Linked DNA regions of Mus musculus: region 2 is linked to region 1. The links are chromatin contacts, called in public Hi-C maps. All regions are on one chromosome and are shown on one strand. Each heading gives the region's core, a stretch centred on a gene start, on an enhancer-like site or on the middle of the called end of the contact. The rest is flanking DNA. Distances are from core to core; before and after follow the strand shown.

Region 1 (5,956 bases), core at 2,452-4,951:
GGGTGATTTCTCTTGCCCATAAAGCACCTCCTGCTTATTTTCTCCCCTTGGCAGACAACCCATCACGTAGTAACACTAGCAGATTTCCCTACATCCTTCCAGGCCACCGCAGTACCAACATTCCCCCCTTTCCTCATGGGACATAGTGGGCCTCTCTCTGTTCCTAACCAGTTTCTGATGGTCCCTATGGGCGAGCTTTCTTTCTTACCTCTGGTTATTTGTGGTACCTCATGACGCTGGTACAGCCACTCAAATGTAAGCATAAACTAATCAACAAAAATTTAGCTCCTAGCCGGGCGTGGTGGCGCACGCCTTTAATCCCAGCACTCGGGAAGCAGAGGCAGGTGAATTTCTGAGTTCGAGGCCAGCCTGGTCTACAGAGTGAGTTCCAGGACAGCCGGGGCTACACAGAGAAACCCTGTCTTGAAAAACCAGAAAAAAAAAAAATTAGCTCCTCATGGTAACATCATTTTAGGTGCTCAGAGGCCACAAGTAAGATCACACAGTATTCAAGAGTACAGGTTTAGAATATGCCCCCGCACCCAGTTCAGTAGTATCATCCTGCCACTCCCCTGCCTCCTTAGATTTGCTGCCCAAGAAAGATCTAAGGAGATTTCTCATTGTACTGCCTGCCACTCAGAACTACTGATGGAAGCTGCAGAGCCCAAGTGTGTGTGTTCTCTGTTCGCTGATATGGTCATCTATAGGCAGAGTCAAGATTGCCCATACTTCTCCCCCAAAATAGCATTGCTGAAAGTGTGTGATAGATATCAAGTGTACCACTTTCAAGGAATCCTAAAAGCAGGTGAGGATGTTGAAAGTCATCTATTCAACTTCCTTATAGATGAAGAAGCTGAGGCTTGTGAGAACAGGACCTGTTGGTCACCAGGCCTTTTGGTGGTAGATTCTTCTCTCCAATTCTTGCCTCTTTTTGTGGCAGAGTGTCACCAAGCAGGTTGTCTTCCCTGAGCCTCTTCCTGTCTCACTCATTTCCAGTTCAATGACAGGAAGTTGTTCTCAGCTTCTTAGCCATCTCCTGTGCTGTGTAGCTGTGCCTAAGGGCACTCAGGAAACAATGGAGGACTATAAGCCCATCTTCCTCAGTGGCTATTGAATTCTAAGATCAGCAGGTGACTCCAGCCAGCTCACTGTGGGTACAGCTCAGTGTGGGTACTGGGGACCAAAACTGTGTCCTCTGCAAGAACAGTACATGCTCTTAGCACCAAGCCATTTCTACAGACACTGATGGTAAGCAAGGTGGAAAGATTCTTTTTGTACTTGATTAAATCTTGTCATCAATACCCTAAGGCTATAGATTGTAAAAAGTTCTTCTTGATAGCCTGGAATTTTTTTTTCATGTTTAAACAAAACAAGAAAATTCTTATAGTGCCTCACTTTATATATGAGAAGACCGAGACCCATAGCCCCAGTGCTCACAGCAGTCTTCATTTGTCCTTTAATAGCTCCAGTGCTCACAGCAGTCTTCATTTGTCCTTTACTTAGAAGAGTCTGGGATCAGTGTTCTTTGGGGACCATTTACAGAGTAGCCTGTCAGATGCTTGGAGATGGGCTAGCATGGTCTAGCATGGGCTAGCGGGGCTGCCCTGCTTGTCTCCTCTCAGCTCCGTGCCTGGTCCCTATCTCAGCTCCTTGTTGTGTCAGATGTGTTATGGTCACTGTGGAGCTGTGAGGGGGCAGCATTGCACAGCTCCTCAGAGCTCAGGCCTCCCACACAAGGCAGAAGTGGGAGTCTTCAGAAAAGAACGGGGAACTTTCCACACACATCCACACGGAGATGCTGAGCTCTGGACTGCTGTGATGTCAAAGTGATGGGACCTTTGGGAGGCCGCGGGCTTACAGAAGTCTTCCTCATGCCGGGCCTCTTCCTCTCATGCCCTCCTCCCCTTCCCAGCTGTGGTGCTCCAGAGGGGAATCTGTAGGCTCTTTCCACTGCCCCGTTCCAGCCTGCAAGCCTTTGTTTTCAAAGCAAAGCAAAACTCTAGGCCTGGTGTGAGAGGGCACTCCCATAGTCTCTGGAGGCTGAGGCAGGAGGAGCAGAGAGTTCAAGGGCAGATTGTACCACATTGCAAGACTTGTTTAAAAGGAAAAAAACTAAAAAGTAAGATTCCATGCTGGTTACTAAGACCCGCTGTGATAATAATTTGCTTCTGGCCATTTGAGAGAAAGTGGGTGACCTTGGAGGTACTTGGGTGACCTTGGAGGTACTTGTGTGACCTTGGAGGTACTTGGGTGACCTTGGAGGTACTTGGTGACCTTGGAGGTACTTGCGTGACCTTGGAGGTACTCGCAGATCAGAGTAGTGCCCTGGCATTGGTTTGTGTGTAAAACACACACTTACACCTCGAAGCGGCTGAGATGCTCAGCTTTGGTTGTGAGTTTCCTCTTGTAAAAGTGAAACCCTTAAAGCCATTAGCACCCTCCCCTGTCCCCAGCCCACACTAACCTTTGTTCTACTTTCTATTTCTATGAATGTGGCTACTTTACATGGTTCCTGTGAAAGGCAGCCTTTGTCTTCTTGTTTCAAGTTTATTTAAGTAGTTTCCTCTTGCTAGCTCATAGCAGGTTTTCCCTTTCAAGGTCAAATTATACCTGCAGTGTTTTGTGTGCCACGTGTGGTTTTGCTTACTTATATTGACTGGCCTTTTTTAGTACCCATTTCTTAGCAGTTGTGACTAACTGTGAACCTTGGTGCAAATGCCAGAAGTGAGGCGCCTGACCAAATGACCCTTGTATTTTTAATGTGCCACACTCTTTTCACAGCATTGGTGCTTTCCCGGTGCCCTAGGGTTCCACACACACACACACACACACACACACACACACACACATCTTCTCTTGCTATTTTCTGGTTAATTTGCTAGTGGTCAGTCTAGTGAGGTGATTACCCCATTGTGGCTCCTCTGTGACCTGTGTGGCTAACACTGGTTTTGCGATGTCCTCCATAGATATGCAGGTATAGCATAGAGTAATGACAGCGTCTACCTGATAGGAGGGATGTGGACCAGTCAGTGGAAGCTGTAATCACATAGGATGCAGACAGCCTCTTCTCTTTGGGGATTTAGAAAACAAAAGTAGGCACCTCCCCTACAAATGGCAGCCACATTGTTCAGCTTTGTTTTCTGACACAAACTCTTGCAGTGTAGGCCAGACCAGCCTTGACCTCAGAAGTCCTCCTGAGTGCTTGGATTATAGGCTTTACTGCCACACCTATGTTCAGCTCACACTTAACATCACAGAGGCTGTCATTTTTGCAGAAGAGTCATATTGTCAAAAAGACATCTTCTGGTCCCTTAGACTATGTGTGGCCATTTGCTTGGTTGCCTCAGTCTGCCAGCTGCCTCAACAGTTGCGGATACCTAAGGACGATGCTGTCTCTTAAGCTGATATGTCCAGGATGTTTGCCTGGTCAGGAAAGCCTTAGTGCTGTGTTTTCCATGGAGAGAGGCCACAATTTCACATTTAACAAGCTGAACATTATAGGAGTCGGGCAAGGACTGGGTCCACTAGTTTAAACTTCTGTTTCATAGCATCCCTCTATGCTTAAACTTCCTCATCCCCTCTTCCGAGCAAGCACAAAAGTGTTTCCCAACTCACAGGCTTCCTTTCATGGATTCCAGCCTTAGATCACACCCAGATAAGCATTGTGTAATAGGTGGGCGGGACTAGAATTTCAGCGACATATACCCACAAGGCAGGTGGGCGGGGGAGGAGGGCAGCAGAGGTCCTGGCTACAGCTGTGAGCCACTCAGGCCTGCGGTCCAGCAGCGACTTAGATAAAGGTCCCTGTGGAATTCCGGTTGTTCCCTAGCCATGGCTTTTCTGACTCTTCCCTTGCTCACACATTTCTTCCCTGTACTCCTCCTGGGACTTTCTCCCTGAGAGTCTTCTCACACCGCCTGCTTCCTTTCCTACGTTCTCCCGTGCCCCAGCACTTATGAATGTCTGCCCTGCATGGGCTGCCACGTGACTCTGCTCGTTCTTCCGTAGCTTCTGGATATAAAGCTTCATCTCTGCCACGTGACTCTGCTCGTTCTTCCGTAGCTTCTGGATATAAAGCTTCATCTCCGGAGCGGAGTGGAGTCCCCAGTGCACCCCAGCTTGCCCTTCACCATTGCCCTGCTTCAGAGCCTTGCCACAACACGCATATGCTCAGGGGCTTCAGACCCTGCACCCCATCATGGCAAAGACTTAGTCGCCAGAGAGCTGCTTGGAGTGCAGTGCTAGCAAATGCTAACATGCAGCAGGAGTTCAAGGGCAGGCCGGGGGAGAGTATAAGGAAGTATTAGGAGTGTGTGTCCTTGGGAAGTTCCACTGTAGCAAGCTTGCCCATTAAAAGTGTATCTTGTCATTAATAGGTAAAGGTATGGAAGTATGTAGATAAATATCTTACAATTTCCCTGGCCCAGAAAGGGAAATTTGGGCGTTTTTGAGCTGTTATGTTAGTCTGCTTGTCCTTCCCACCAGAGTTCAGACCATCCTTTTGGTCTCTGAGCCCAAGGCACAACTCTCTTCTGTTTTGTTTAGAGGTGTGGGGGGGGGGTGGGGGGGCAGGGGGAATCATTTTATAAAAAATGCTTCACAAGGGCTCATCACGGGCTTCACTAGGGGTGTACCTCCAGCCCTTGTAATAGTCTTTACCATGCCCAAATGAAAACTTTAATACATGTCTAAAACTATAGGACATGCCCCCTGCCCTGGGATAATGCAGTGGACACACCATGTTTGCAGGACTCCTCCCTGCTGGTGTAAGTAGAATGAAGGGGCCCTTGCCTCTCCTATGGGTTCAATGTTTGCTCCCTCCCAGATGCCTGTGATGAAGCCCTGGCCCCTACTGGGTAGGAGATTAGGAACAGCATAGAAGCCCAGCAGCTCTGCTTCCCACTGCTCCCCTGCTCCCAGCCACTCCCTAGCTCCTCACTATTCCCCAGCCCCTGGCGAGGGCTTATTTGAAAGCATACTCTCCCTCCTCTCTCCTGCTCCATAACTTAACCTCTTGACTCTTTCCAGGCCTCCTTTTAGCCTCCATAGCACCCGTGCCAGGCTTACACCTGTGCCGCGGCTGGGAGAGGCTTGGGGACAAATAAGGAAGTAGGTGTCTTCTCTGGTTCTTTTTACCATGCCTCCGGGTTTGCAGAGGCCAGAGCTGGGGAGAGGTGCACAGGCAGAGTGTGTGTGTGTAGTATGTGTGTGTGTGTGTGTGTGTGTGTGTGTGTGTGTGTGTATACATGCGAGCACACACTCCAAACAAGCTGCTTCACTGCACTTAGCTAATAACATGGGTTGGGCAATGGTGCCTTTAGCTTTCTGTAGTATATTTTTCTGTTGTGTGAGTGACTCATTGGTTTCTGTCCCTGACTATTTATGTTCAGATCTGGAGGGTTTTTTGAAGGGAATTTATTATTGTTCGATTTGTGTGGGTGGTAGATTTGGGTCAGTAGGGAGGAGCCCCTTTCTGAGTGCATTTCTTAAGAAAATGGTGTTAATTTGAGTTCAAACAATTGCCTTTGACTAAGATCATGTGATTTGGCCAGTGTTTGAAAAGACAGATGTATTTTTATACTTTATTTAATAGTCACGGTGCACATGATGGGTAGAGTCATTGTTTAATCTGAAACTTATTTAAAGGTACCCTTGGGGCTAAGAGGTTAGCTCAGTGGTAGAATACTTTACAAAACCCTCATTAAGATCCATAGCACTGCAAAAATAAAATAAATCCAAGACGTGCCTGTTGTCTCGTATTACAGTGTCACATAGTATGATGCTACCAGTTAAGATAAATATATAAAAACTTAACTTCAGTGAACATACTGAATGCCCAGATCCAGGGCCTTCAAACATGTCTGTGAATTAGAATTCCCAGTTGTGTAAGCCTTGTTTGCTGGGTCTACCCTAGAGTTTATGATTGATTTATCAGGCCTTGGTGTTTGGGACTGCA
Region 2 (5,956 bases), core at 2,582-5,081, 470 kb after region 1:
AGACAGGCATAAATTAAAATTTAAATAACTTTTGAAAAAAATAAGCTCTTTTGAGTCATTCCAAAGCAAGATTATCAGGGCCTTACTATACATACACTAGCTACATCTTTAGTGGCTAAGAGACACCTCAGTGGATAAAACAGTCCTTCTTGATTTGAGCTTGTTCCCTTGCAGGAGGAAACAGATACTAAACCTCACAGATAAGTCAGCTATGTAGTACATTTATAGAAGGTGAAAGTTCTGTGGGAAAAGTGACTCAGAGTGAGCAGAGTGGGAAGAAGAAAGAAGTGTGAGACTTGGCACATGGTCTCTGTATGTCAGAAATGAGGTCAGGCCAGGTAGTAGAGATGGCGGATGCCTATAATACCAGCACTTGGGAGGCAGAGGCAGGAGGATCAAAGTTCATCAAAGTTACATGGTGTCTTAGTTAGGGTTTTACTGCTGTGATCAGGCACCATAACCAAGGCAACTCTTACAAGGACAATGTTTAATTGGGACTGGCTTATAGGTTCAGAGGTTCAGTCCATTATCAAGGCAGGAACATGGCAACATCCAGGCAGGTATGGTGCAGGAGGACCTGAGAGTTCTACATCTTCATCTGAAGACCACTAGGTCTGGCTCCCAAGTGGTTAGGATGAGGGTCTCATTGTCCACCCCCACAGTGACACACTTCCTCAAACAAGGCCACACCTCCCAATAGTTCTACTTCCTGGGCCAAGCATATTCAAATCACCACACATGGCAAATTAGGAGATGAACTAGGGCTTCATGAGACACTTGCCAAAAAACGAAATCCTACCAAAACCCCTGTAAATAGACCACCACTTTGGTCAGTACACTCATGAAGTTTAATGTAAGTCGAACAGACCTAGAACAACATACTAGCCTGTTAGAAGCTACCAGCAGCATAGCAGTTCTTTGGTGAGACTTCCCACTCCTAAAGTCAACAGTATCCTCCTGAAAAACTGGACAAACAGAATTGCTACTCCTCTTCAGAATTCCATCTGACAGGCCATCTTGTTGGACTTCCTTTCCTGCTGTCCCTATGGTCTCTGGATCAACACACTACAGTACTCCCTCATACACACGTACTATGAAGACATACTTTTATAAGTGTAAACACCACTACAACACAACAACCCAATCCCAACAGCCAGTCCTTTGCCATCGCCAGCACTGGGAAGCATAAAGAGTGCTAAAGACTTAGTAGTTGAATAAGTAGGAACAATTGGATTAAGAGTAGCTTTGGCAATTAGGAGTCATCCTGGCCTGGAGCCTGAGTTCTCCATATTTGTATATGAAAATAATTATGTTAATAACACTTAGTGCTTCTGGACTCAGGAATATTAAAACAAACTAGTTTTTCTCTAGAGGGAATCAAAGTGCTTGGAAGAGAATCATTAGTGAGCTACAGAAAACAGTTTAACACATCCCCAAAAGCATTTTTTAATTATCTAGAATGGTTGATAAGATAACAGAATGTATCAAAATAAATATGGTTAAATGGTTTTAGGACATATGTTCCAATTTTCCCCAAAAAAGACAATTTCTTTCTGTTGTCCCAGTGTAGTTATATCTTCAGTAATAATTTTCCCAACTTGTACAATAAATAAAGGGATCATCTATATTACCATATACTTTAAACTAATATGTATACTTATATTATAATATGTGCTACTTCTTTTGTGAGGTATATTACAGGAGGGCATCTGTTTTGTTTTTGTTTTTGTTTTGAGACATTGTCTCATATAGTCCAGGCTGGCCTTGAACTTACTACGTAGCTGAGCATGACCCTGAATTTCTGATCATCTGCCTCCCCCTTCATGTGCTGAAATTACAGGTATGTGCCACCACACTTGGTGCGTGTGGTGCTTGGGATCAAGCCCAAGACTTTATGAGCCCTAGGCAAGCATTTGACTAACTGACCTACTGCCCAATCAAGCAATTTCTTGAGACAGGGTCTCTCTGTGTGTAGCCCTGGCTGTCCTAGAACTTGCTCTGTAGACCAGACTGGCCTCAAACTCACAGAGATCTGCCTGCCTCTGCCTCCTGAGTACTAAGTTAAAGGTATGAGTCACAGTTTCCTGGCTAAGTGTAGTTCTTATAGTGGATGATAGTCCAAACGTTTTTGAAACACTACTCTCCAGGAAATCAGACTTCTGAAGCTCTGGAAACATGGAAGGAACTGAGGAGGTAGAGAGAGAAAAGCATTACAGAGCCTCCCATCTTGCAAACTGAGGACACAGAGCTCTCAGCTTGTAAAGACTCTCATGAGTCCTTGTGTAAACAAGTCTTGGTAGTGGCACCGAGATCTAAGTCTACACTGGGAGGAAAGGGACATTTTATTCTACCCAAAGAAAATGAAATCACTGTTCTCTACATGGAAGCCACAATACTTGTAGCAACCAAAAATTTAACTAAAAGCTTCAAGTGCCATAGAGGACACGTCCCACTCTGGTAAAACAGATTTTACAACTAAATAAATATAATTTTCTTTGGAAGTGTTTTCTACTTGATATTCTGACTGAGGTGGCAGTTCTAAATCATGAACAGAAAACTAGAGGGCTGATACTCCAAGCCCTGCAAGGCTATGGGTACAGAGGAACTTTAATTCAGTAACATGGCTGCTCTAACAAGAGGTCACATCCAAAGATATAAATGCAGGCACATCACACACCTTTAATCCCTCTGTCTGGAATACAGACATACACCTTTAATTCCATATACAATGACATCTAATTGAGGGGCAGACAAAGTGACCAATCAGAGAAACATTCGAAAGAATAACTGAGAGATAGGATAAGCCCAACTCTCATGAGAACAGGCAAGAAAGGGGGGCTACTTAAAGAGCAGTGAAGGAGACAGAATCCAATTCAATCCTGTTCAGTTCTATTCCATTTAGTTCAGTTCAGTTTGGTGCAGTTCAGGGCACTTCTGTCCATGGAGTTCAGAGGCAGTTTTTCCCAAGCAGAGCAATTCAGTCAGAAGCTGAGAGAAGCCGATTTGAAGCAGTTATCTTCAAGAGGAGTTGGAGCCGACAGCTGAGTTGAACCAGCCAGCCAATGTTCAGAAAGAGCTAAGAGAGATGAGTTTATTCAGGAGTAAATTTCATTGGTTGAAACAGTCTAGGCCTAGGTTAGTAGACAGAGGCTGAAAGCTGAAGTCGTCAAGTCCTGGGCTCCCAGAAGATTAGATGTTACAAAGACAAGAAGATTCAAGGACTAGAGAGAGTAAAGGCAGAAAAGAAAATGTTCTAGGCTCAGTCAGCCATGTGTTTGCAGAGCTTGGATATGGCTTTCATCTAATCACTTAATCTGAGGAAATAAAAATTGCATTGACATTTACAACATGACATGAAGATGAGCAGGCCCAACAAGCACTTGTATTGTTAGAGGACCACTTCAGACATTGGGCAGACAAATGTTCAGATTATAGTAGCTATAGAATTGCAGAGAGGCCCATCCGTGTCTCTGTGTACAGTATCCAGCTATTATGTGCTCACAAAAATATCCTTTACCTCACAGAGTTCTTCTAAAAGGTTTCTCAAGGGGCTGGAGACATGGCTTGGTGGTTAAGTGCACTGGCTGCTCTTCCAGAGGACCCAGGTTCAATTCCCAGCTGACAGCTCACAGCTGTGTGTAACTCAAGTTCCAGGAGATCTGGCACCCTCATACAGACATACATACAGGCAAAACACCAACAACGCACATAAAATAAATAAATAAACCTTTTTTAAAAAAACTAAGACTCAGCAAGATTCATGGCTTGGTGCAACTTCCCCATAATGTGTAAGAGAGCCTTTATAGCTGCAGCAGTTAGAGAAATTCAGATTGCTTCTGGCTTGTTGTCTGTTTCATGCTTTTGGTTCGAGGTCTGAATCTAAACTTCCTCCTGCCATGCCTGCTACCTGCTGCCACATCTCCCTGCCATGACAGAGTCTTATCCCTGTCAAGTTTTAATCCCAAATAAACTCTTTTATAAGTTGTCTTGGTCATGGTGCTTTCTCACAGCCACAGAAAAGAGGCCATTGCACAAATTCGTCTAAACTGTTGGACTTGTTGACATAAAATGATCTACAGTTTTTTTCATTATGTTCATATCTATTGTGCCTATAACACATTTTTTTTTCCTACTAGTATTACTAACGTCTGCCCTCTCCCTTTTGAGTCTAGCTGGAGGGTTATAATTTAACTGAACACTTTTAAACCAACATTAGTTTTCATAGTTTCTATCATTTCTTTTTCTTTTCTTTTATTGATATGTGCTTTTTATATTTATGATCTTGTATCTTCTTATTTGGATTTAACTTGTTCATTTCTTGCTTTTTGTCGAGGTGAAATCTTAGATTACTGATTTTTAGACCTTTGTAATATAAGCCTTTACTGTCTCGCATTTGCCTTGGCTAAATCCCACAAGTTTTTGTACATGTGTTTTTATTTTCTCCTAGTTCAAAATATTTTCTGTTTCTTTGTGATTTGTTTCCTTTATCTGTGTGTTGTTTGGAAGTGTCCTGCTTTGTTCCCAAATATTTAGAGATTTTTCCAAATAGCTGCTATTGATTTCTAATTTATTTAATTATAGTCAAAGGACATACTCTATGACTGCAATACTTTTAACTTTGTTGGACTTGTTTCATGGTTAAGTTATGGTCTCCTTTGGTTAATATCCTAAGTGAACTTGAAAAAAAATGTGTATTTAGATGTCTTTGGGGCAAGTCCAATTAGATCCAGTTAATTGATGACAATGTTCACAACTTCAAACTCCTGTTGATTCTATCTTCTTGCTTTGTTGATTATTAAGTGAAAAGTGTTGAAATCTGAAACTGTAACTATAGATTGTTAAACCGTCCTCTCACGAAGAGCTGTGTTTGTAGCTTAGTGGTAGATAACACTTCCAAAGTTCTAGATTCAATCCCCAACCCTGAAGGAAAAAAAAAATCCTTCAGAACTGTGAGGTTTTGCTACAAATGTTTCAAAGCTACCTTGTGCTTAGAGTGGTCAAAAAGTATGCATATCATATCTTTTAGGTGGTATTTACACTTCAACCATTATGAAAAATCTCTTTTCATTACCAGTAACATTTCTATTTTCTATTATCTATTCTGATACTAATACAACCAGTCCAGCTTTCTTGTAATATATATCTGTATAACATGTCTTTTGCCTTTCTTTCAGATGCAGCTGGCTTGTACATTTAAGGTGATTTTCTTGTTTATGTTATATCTTAACTGTTCTTTGACAGTGTGACAACCTCTGACTCTTAAGTGTAGTGTCTAGACCATTTATATTTAATATAATTATCACTGTGGTTAAATTTAAATGAATTATTTGCTAATGTTTTTTATTTGATTTACTTGTAATTATTACCCTTCCCCCCTTTTCTGCTTATTTTAAATTAACTGGTCCCTGTTAATATTCAGTTTATCTCCACAGTATTTACACATGGTATATACACAGTATTTACACATGGTATATACACAGGTATGCACAATCAACCCACGAATCACAGCGGTTCAAGTTACATTTTTAATTCACAACATTGATAAAGCAGTATACATTAAGTAGAAACTACATTTTAAATTTTGATCTTCTTCTCCATGATGTGGTATAATACTCTCTCATGGTGCTTGCCAGCTGCAAGGCAGCTTTACACAGCCATACAATCATAAAGAGAAGTAACTCATACTCCACAGGGTACTGTGTTCCTAATGATTTTCACCTTGATGATATTTTGGGATGTAACTCCTCCGAGTGAGGAGCATCTGCATTTATAAACAACCCTCTTTTATAATACCCACTTTAACTCATTGTAGTCAAATAACATTATACTATTTCATGTATGATGCCAAACTTACACCTGTAGGATTTGTTTTTCTCCATCCTGTCTTTCAACTTATTACCAATCATTTTTACCTCTCTACATATTTGATAAGTCTCAAATGCACATTGTTAATTTT

Evidence for each region. A called contact is a pair of places that touch in the nucleus more often than the background predicts.
Region 2: a contact with region 1 is called in a Hi-C map of bone marrow-derived macrophages, with 15 read pairs. The contact joins two enhancer-like sites. A contact is called at or near these places in 1 of 15 datasets of contacts at CTCF or cohesin (the NIH/3T3 cell line) and 1 of 484 Hi-C or Micro-C datasets (bone marrow-derived macrophages).

The regions. Positions count from the first base shown.
Region 1 is chr5:64,294,805-64,300,760 of GRCm38.p6, forward strand. The region is part of intron 14 of Tbc1d1 (TBC1 domain family, member 1); the gene reads left to right. Among named protein-coding and RNA genes, the nearest start is that of Gm38634, 41 kb to the left of the region's middle. Within about 2 kb of position 3,702, at least 178 of the 459 cell types and tissues checked have an H3K27ac peak or open chromatin away from gene starts, as enhancers often do. A contact at or near this core is called in bone marrow-derived macrophages, where this site is marked.
Region 2 is chr5:64,765,735-64,771,690 of GRCm38.p6, forward strand. No RefSeq gene overlaps it. Among named protein-coding and RNA genes, the nearest start is that of Klf3, 35 kb to the right of the region's middle. Within about 2 kb of position 3,832, at least 2 of the 459 cell types and tissues checked have an H3K27ac peak or open chromatin away from gene starts, as enhancers often do. A contact at or near this core is called in bone marrow-derived macrophages, where this site is marked.